Linked DNA regions of Mus musculus: region 1 is linked to region 2. Evidence: chromatin contacts called from public Hi-C data. All regions are on one chromosome and are shown on one strand. Each heading gives the region's core, a stretch centred on a gene start, on an enhancer-like site or on the middle of the called end of the contact. The rest is flanking DNA. Distances are from core to core; before and after follow the strand shown.

Region 1 (4,411 bases), core at 316-2,815, 96 kb before region 2:
GCCATCTCATTGGTGTTAAAATAGTTTTCACAGTAAGAATGATAGCCCAGGACTGCAGCCCATTGGTCCCTGCATTCTCTTGCCACCTCAAAATTTGTATTATAGAGTGTCAAGCTTCTTTTGTCTTTATATGTAGAGTCAACGACACTATGAAGCTGTACCTGCTGATGTGATGGATATGCATGGTGCTATGGGTTAGGTCATATTTCTTTACTTCCAAGAATCAAATACTTTAAAGGTTATTTTTATAAGTTTAGTTCACCTACTGTTAACTACTGCACCATTTCACTAGTTTCATGAATTAAGACTACATCTTATTACCTTCGTCAATGGGTACATTACATTTCAGGCCCAATTTGGCCATAAGTGGTACAATTTGAAGTATGAATGTAAGAAACTGAAGCAGCAAGTCTAAACTGGATCCCTCCACCCCACTGTTCTGCTCTCATTGCTTTATACAAATAAGCACTTGAAATGATCACAGCAGCAGTCCAGTCTTGCCCTCCCATCTCCCCTCAAGCCTTCTGACTCTCTCTAGAGCTTAAATAACCATGAGAGCAGGGTACAGCTGTCCCAGCTGCACAGTGACACATCCCCACCCAGCAGTAACTGTGACCTCTCTCAGTATAGGTAACACTTCCATTATTCTTAGCCTGCTCACTGCTCCTCAGTACTCTCCATTTCCCCAGCTCAAAAGCTGGTCTTCATCCACTGTTATTTCTTCCTGACTGTTTTCAGTACAGTAGGGAAGTTAAATAGTTATACTTATGTCTCCTGGGTCGGCTGGTAGGCATTCTAAGTTGGGAGTCCCAGATCTCTAGTGGGCACAGGCTCAATCGTTTAGTCACCACTACAGCCTAAACCTGGGGAAGCAGAGTTCAAAAGTCACAGTGTAAAAATATAATTCACCATTCAGTACCTACACTCAGCTCTTGTGTGAGGGTGTGTGTGTGCGTGTGTGTGTGTGTGTGTGTGTGTGTCTGTGTGTGTGTGTGTGTCTGTGAGAGAGAGAGAGAGAGAGAGAGAGAGAGAGAGAGAGAGAGAGAGAGAGAGAGAGACTGCTGTGTTAGTCAGTTCTGATGCAATAACAAACAGCCCAAAAGAGTCAGGTGCTTAAAAATGCACAAATTTATTTTCTACTTGTGTTACACAGACACAGGTCTGGTAAAGTAAGCTTTCTGTGGTCACCTCTTACCTGCACTGTAAAAAAGTAGGTCTTCTTACCTAAAAATTATTTTATATTTTACAGTTACTGCCTGCATCCTGTGTTTGTAAGTCCTTCATCTGTGAGATCAACCAACCATGGACTGAAAATATTTACAAATTGCCGTCCACTAAACATGCAGACTCTCTTGTCTTCAGTCCCTAAACAAAACAGTATAGCAGTTGTTTACATAGTCTTTCCATTGTGCTAGGCATTGTACCTAAAAAAGATGATAGTATATGGAAGGAGACACATGGGTTATGTGCAAATGTGATGTCATTTCAGAAAAGGGACGTGAGCTTCCATGAACTGATGTCTTCAGAAAGCCCTGTGACCAATCTCTATAACTGCTGGGATATCTACCTAGTCTGACTCATGCTCCAATTCTTCCCTATGAACAAAACCAGTCATTTGTCTTTTGTTAAAACACCTCACTTAAGTTGACCAGAAATCTATCAAACTGCCATCTTCAGTGTAGCTCCATGGCACATGGCCACTGAGTGACTTTGTCTGTTTCTCCTTCCGAGGACCAGGAACAGCATGGCTGCTACCAGACGTTCCTTTATAGAGTGGCAACACCCTTGGGTGGGGCATGTGAGTCATAGCGAGACAGAAAGCAGTGTGCTGTCTCCTGCTTTACTAGCTTGTCTCCATCCATGGCTCCCTTTCTGAACAATAAGACCAGTAACATCCTATATAACCACTGCTTTCACTCATTAGAAGTTTCTGTGTTTTCTTTTCTAAAAGCAAGTCTGAAACCCTTGGTCAGTCAGATAAATCCAGTCTACTGGTAGGTGTCACCTTTCATGATTCCAGAAACATGATGTAGTTTGATCACCTTTAGTTGCTTCTTCAACTTCATGAAAAGTTGTTGTATTGTATTATAAAGTCTCAGAGGCTTATAGTATTTCCTACGATGTGTTGGGTTTCATTCATTGGGATGCTCTTGGGAGAGGCTTGAATGTGGGGCTGAGTTAATTAGAAACAGGGTAATAGTGTGAGGTCTAGCATTACTTCTGGGTATAACAAACTCACAGCTGAGTCTTTAGCATTACATGGCCTTAGGTGTGGTACTGAAAGATGACAAAGATCTCTAATGATTCTACTTGAGCTGAGAACTCACCTGGGGGTGCTGGCCACGGATGGAAGTGTCCTTCATGTGAGCTTTTCTATGTGACTGCTTGGGTTTCCGCACATCACAGTGGCCCCAGAGCTCTCAAGTGTTACTAAGTTACCAAAGGCACAAAACCACAAGTTTCCAGGATTTCTCAAGGGTCAGGCCCAGACCCAGAACTGTCTTACTTCTGTTGCATGGTAGGTCAAGTGACCAAAGTCAGTTCATCATCGAGGTGGGGAACTTTGCAAGGACAACTGTTTTCCCTCAAGAACTTGACTAACAGCTTCAACCGTCACCTTAGGGAACAAGGAAGCTTTCCTACCCCACAGAGGAGTTACATAACATTGATGCTCTTGGGTCTTGAAAGCTAAACCTTGCTCCTCATCTTTAAGTTTTGAGACTCTGTCTTTGCATAGCCCATGAAATGTGTTGGGGTCAGGAAATGAGGACATCTGGCTGGTAATGAGTAAGTAGATATTTCTCAGAAACAGATTTTTCATATTAGAAAGTACTTGGGTTTCTCAACTCACAGCAGGACTAAGAGCATCCTCTCCTACTGAGGCCAGACAAGGCAGGCCAGCTATGGGAAAGGGATACTAAAGTTTACAACCCAGTCAGAGACAGCGCCAGTCCCACATTGGGTGGCAAATGTTGATGTTATTTTATGGGGAGTTCCTGCCCTATTCTTTACCCCTTAGCTCCTGAATAAAAGACAGAGACACCTGGTATTTTATTTACTACCTGCTGGCACTGTGCTGAGCAGGTTCTGAGCTATTCTAACCCAGCTAGAAAATTAATAACCAAATAACTGCCCTATAACTTGCCAACTGAGCCTTACTTGGCTCCGTTTGCACCCTCAGGTGCCATGTGTCCTTCTCATAGTCCATCCTGCCTCATGGTGAGCTTCCTCTTCCGTCTCCTCTGTCTCTCTCCTTATCTAAGCCTGTTTTGTTATATATGTCTCTCTTTAAAAGGATAGATAAAACTGGGAGTTGTTATTGAAAACTAGTTAGGATTCTGATGCATTGTGTTATTGCTTCCCCCTCCCCATTTTTAACATAGAAAATATGTCCCTTTTGAACTATATTTTCTTACTCCCTCCTTTCTTCAGAGACTTTACCATTTTATTTTTAAAGTAAATATTTCTTCCAACAATTTTTTAAATAATCAGTCTATTTTTTTCTTTTATTGTTTTCAAACTTAATACTTTACCAGTTCAGAAGTTTGGGGCTTTTCAGTCTTACCAGAGCTCCAGGAAAATGTTCCTTTTGAACTTCTGTTTGTTTGCAGGCTCCTGAAGTCGACATATGTCTATGGCAACGAACTCTGCCCCTCAGCTCTGTCGGGAGGGCCTGCAAGGGTGGGGCTGGGAGGAGAGGAAGGGGGCTGTGATCAGGCTGTGAGGTAAATAAATTAATTAATTGATGGAAGTTTTAAAAAAGAAAGTATTAGGTTTCTTTAGAGAGCAGGTTCTCTGACAAGGAGGGCCTCATTTTGCAGAAGTCAAAAAGACATCCTATGTCTGAGTGACCAGAAGTGACCAGAAGTGACCAGAACCTTTATAAGGATATTGGCCTTCACGTTACAGAAAGGGGAAATGTTTGAGAAAAGGGTTTCCTTACAGCTCTGAGTCTCTTCACATAGGGCAGGGATGTCTTGAGATGAGTGAAGAGTTGTTGGTCCCCACTAGGCTCCTCCCTGCTAAACCGCTATGCCATCTGAATGGATTTTTTTGGGTTATGATGATGATGTAGTTAAAGGGCTTTTTTTCCTTTAAAAAAAGGGCAGGGGCTGGAGAGATGGCTCAGCAGTTAAGAGGCTCTTACAGAGGTCCTGAGTTCAGTTCCCAGCAACCACATGGTAGCTCACAACCATCTGTAATGGGATCTGATGCCCTCTTCTGATTTGTCTGAAAAACAGTTACAGTGTACTCATATAAGTGTAATGAATACATCTTTTTAAAAACATGGGCAGAAGGAAGAGTTTCCTAGCAAAATTATCAAATAGCAAGGTCCCAGGGGGACAAGCCACCCATCCATCATACATCAGAATCCTCTTCTTAAGAACCCGAGCTGAGGAAGAATTCTAAG
Region 2 (4,224 bases), core at 642-3,141:
AGATGATAAATAGATATGGATGGTAGTTGATAGATATGATAGATTATAGATAGATAGAGGCAGATTATAGATATATGATAGATTAGATAGATTGGATAGATAGATAGATAGATAGATAGATAGATAGATAGATAGATAGATAGATAGATAACCTTCCACAAACATTCAATTGCTTGACAAACACACAAAATAATTTTTCCTTTGTTTTTGATTTGGTCCACACAAATGCTAACTTGACTTTCATTCCATACAACACAGACCTTGGTTTTAGGCTATGTTAAGAAAACTTTGTTGTGAAAGTTGTGGCAATGGCACTGGTGTGGCATTCCATGCAGGCATTTGTGTGGGGCAAGGATGGACTACATAGGGTATTTGTACATCACACCACGTCTTCTTACCCAAAATAGCAAAGCTTCCTGGTACCTTTCCAGAGTCCCCACAGGGAAGTCCACACAGAACTGAAACCTGAAACCAAGGAGACACCTGTTCTCTCAAACTTAGTCCAGTCTGCCCAGTGGCTGTCCCACACCAGCATCCCTTGGAGATGCCATGAACTTTTTATAGCTCCCTTTGAGAATTTAGTCAGAAGTGTTATGGCAGGACACAGGCACCCACTTCCAGGGATACCAAACCCCACTGGCTTGCTAGGCAGCACCTTAGCATTCTTCGGCCCTCTTGTCCATCATTGCAATTCCTGCCTCCCTGCCAAGGTTGTTGCAGGCACAGCCCACTCTTCTCTCCTTGGATTTTATGATCCATATGGTGACAGCAAGCTACAGAAAAAGATGTCTCCTCTATCAAAGAGTTTTGGAAGGGTCTCCTCTTTAAGTACATTGATTTTAATAGAGAGGCCAATTTTAATTTATTTTTATAAAAGTGAGGAGGGCACAAAACACCCACACATGCACACATGCACACAAACACCTGAACTGCAGTGATGGCCAGTTTCTGAAGTGCGACTACTCCACTAGTGAGTGGGTAATTTTAAACTACTAACATAATGTCCCTGATTGATGTGTGCAATTGCCAACACTCTTGAGATTTTACAGTGAGCTAAAGACCTTTTTTAGACTCACTGAATCCCTACACATGGCTGTGATAAAAATGGGGATAATATAAACAGCCGCCTCACGGAGTCTGTGATGTAATACACATGGTCCACAGCCGTGTCTGCTACTCAGTAAACGCAGCCATAATTCTCATTGCCTCTGGCCTGTGATGCAGATATCAGGTGACAGGAGCCATGCCCTGGTGGGCGTGTGTGGGTGGAGCCAAGATCCTCCAGCTGCTCCACCGAGGAAGGCAAACACCAACAACCCCTGAAGATATTCCACAGGCCAAGAGGCTTGCTCCTGGTGCAGGTCCTGCAGATGCTTGGGAGCTGTGATTGACACTTGAACTCCCAGGGAGGATGCTGAGGTGGCACTGGGATGAGGGCAGGTGACTTTCTTCTCCTCTGAACAGGACTCATAGCTCATTCACCCAAATGGAAGAGCTCCCAGGCTCACAGCCACCCTTCCTTGAATGTCAGCATGGTCTCTAAAAATAGGAGGCAAGGGTCCAGGATCTGTGCATTGCCACTGGTTGTTTGGAGCTGACTGGGCACATCTTGGACAAGAAACAAAGTTTAAGCACCTGTAGTGCCTGTGGTATCAGAATTCAAACACAGAGATGTTTGGAGGAGGGGAACAGGTATCCAATACATGACTCAAATGACTCCCAGGAAAGGGTCCCCGAGAGTCAGGCTCTCTTGTAGTTGCTTCTCCAAGGAGCCAAGTTTTACTTCCCGGATCTCTCAAAGCAGCTCAGAAGGCCCTGGTCAGAGACACACAATGGGAGCCTGTTTCCGTGGACACTTCAAGATTCTATTAGAAAGAAGCAGAGAAGGACAAATGTGTAAAGATCTGCTTTTGTTTCCTACACTCACCCACTCCAAACATTAACCTCATACCAACCTCCCACTGTACACAAGGGCCACAGGAAGCCTGGACAATGCAGAAGAGCTAAAGGAAGTGGATAGGCTCTAGCTTGGGCCACAGGGTGGCCCCACAGCCTATCCAGTGTACCCTGAGCAGCCAATCACCAAGAAAATGAAGGTGAACGTTCTTTCTTCTGATTTGCGTTTTCTGCCTTTCTTCTTCCTTCCTTCCTATTTTAAAGATAGTATTTTGAAACTACTAAGCTGGAAAGCTCAAATTTTGGCCCTTCCTATCATACCTACGCAGCGATGTGGCCTGGGACAACTGAGGGCTGGAAGAAGGTTGTTACTTTCTGTGTTTCTTTTCTCCTCAGTGTAACAAATTACCCAACAGAAGCAATTAGAGAGGAAAGCTTTATTCAGGTGCACAGCTCTAGTAGATAGGGTCCACGGTGACAAGGAAAGCCAAGTGACTGGCATGACTTTGGCCACTGTGGTGGGGGTTTGCAGCCATGATTTGTTCCCATTTTGTCAGGCAAATCAGGGATCAGAATCAGAAGTAGATATCACCTTCAAGCCAAGGTCAAAAAAGACGATTATGTTAATGAGCAAAACAATAAGGGGAGAATAAAAATGAAAAAACAAAAGGGTCAGGCAAAGCATTTGCTTAGTATACACAGGTGCCACGGACTGGGCTCAGTCGGCCCCCCTCAATCTGTGGGAAATCTTCTGCTGTGGGCCAGCCCCAATCCACCTCCCTCCACCTGCGGAAGAAATTTCGGGGTTCTGGTTACAGGTGGGCAAGGAGTTGGCGAGAAGGGGGGTAACAAACAGACAGGACACCAGGGAGTGCTGTATCTGGATGTAATTTTGTCAAAGTTAGCATCAGTTTTATATAATACAGAAAACAAAGGAGTAGGGTATCACAACAGGCAAGGTACATTGAAGTATCTGACACAAAACAGAGGAATGACTTCAAAGGACTGGCAGGAACCAGGCAATGTTTACAGTAAAGATAAAACAGCCCTGGGTAGAGTCAGCTAATGTCAGGTAAGGATTTCACACCCTAGTCACAATTTATGCTACTTCTTTGAGCCTTGTGAAAGCTAGCACCAGGGGCATTCTGCTGGAGCAGACCTTATCCTGAATAATGCAATACCACAGCCCCCCTTTTTCCTAGGCTTTGGTAAATTCTTGCATATGAGAGTAACTTGGCTGTTCTTAAGTATCTGTAGGGAATCTCCATTTGTCAGAAGAATTCACCAACTTTCTTCTAATATGTGATGTAGTTTGCAATGCCTGACTGTAGTGAAGATTCTAAGTATACTTTGCTAAGCTTGCCCTGAGATTTCTAATTCTTATCCAGTAAAATACTGTAAGAAAGCATGGAAGACCCTCCACAATATCACAGGGACAAATCTGGGGCATTCTAGCTATGGGAATGCCAAGGTTCCAGGAGGCTAAGTTTCCATGAAACTCTCTGCCTCATGACTGCTTCCAGGCCTTTAGGCCTGCCAAGCAAGTCACTACTGGAGTGGATGTAGCACACAGGGTCCTTCTGCTGCACAAGAGGAAGGAAGGAGGCCAGGCAGGCTCTAGGGCACTCTACTGCACTGTTCACGATGGCTAGGGAACTGATATCCAAATATCATCAAGAGGCCTAATAGTTAAACACTAACACCATTATACCCTTAACAGACATTTGGAAGAATAAGATGACGTTCCACAAGCAACAAGTTCTGAGATCTCAGAGAGTTTGGAAAAGCAAGAGCAGGACCCTGTATTATAGAATATGTTAGTATGTGGATGGGTGAGGGTCATGTGTGTGTTCATCGGTCTACACTTTACTAAGCAACCACTGTGTGGCAGGCACTGTTCCACGCAGTACGGACACAACAGTGAACAAAATAGACAAACGCTCTGCTCTGGTAAAGCTTCATTCAGTGAAGGAGAACAACGGTCAACAGAAGGTGGAATCTCTGCTGTGCCGTGCGGTACAGAGGTATGTGTGTGCGCGCGCAGGGGGGGAGGGGTATGGAGTAAGAAGGTAGGCACCTTAGAAAAGACACTCAGGAAATAGCAGCACACATGAGCAGAGACATAGAGAGTAGGCAAGAGAACCAGGCAGCTGGAGAGAGAGATTCCAGTGAGGAGGAGGGCAGGTAGGGAAGCGTGAGGAGGGAGCTTGTTGGTGTGGGTGAGGCTCAGCAAGGTCACGGGGGCTCGGGCAGAGCTACTGGAAGGGAGCTGAGAGAGGTAAAAGAGAGGTGGAGAGGCCGGCTGGTTGTTGGTTGGTCTTTCACCTC

What was found. Hi-C and Micro-C count contacts between places; a contact is called where the count stands out from the background.
Region 1: a Hi-C map of the N1E-115 cell line shows a contact between it and region 2, with 3 times the contacts expected there. The contact joins the enhancer-like site here to the promoter of Cdrt4os1 in region 2. A contact is called at or near these places in 3 of 39 promoter capture datasets (cranial neural crest, liver and maxillary cranial neural crest), 5 of 484 Hi-C or Micro-C datasets (the N1E-115 cell line, embryonic fibroblasts, muscle stem cells and 1 more), 3 of 115 datasets of contacts at active chromatin or transcription factors (embryonic stem cells and trophoblast stem cells) and 1 of 9 other capture datasets (embryonic stem cells).

What each region holds. Positions count from the first base shown.
Region 1 is chr11:63,096,940-63,101,350 of GRCm38.p6, reverse strand. All of the region lies in intron 2 of Gm36926 (a long non-coding RNA gene), which reads left to right. Among named protein-coding and RNA genes, the nearest start is that of Gm36926, 20 kb to the left of the region's middle. Within about 2 kb of position 1,565, at least 24 of the 459 cell types and tissues checked have an H3K27ac peak or open chromatin away from gene starts, as enhancers often do. A contact at or near this core is called in the N1E-115 cell line and trophoblast stem cells, where this site is marked.
Region 2 is chr11:63,001,801-63,006,024 of GRCm38.p6, reverse strand. It overlaps Cdrt4os1 (CMT1A duplicated region transcript 4, opposite strand 1), which reads left to right and starts at 1,891. Exons shown (of 3, transcript NR_126547.1): 1 at 1,891-2,096; 2 at 3,788-3,920.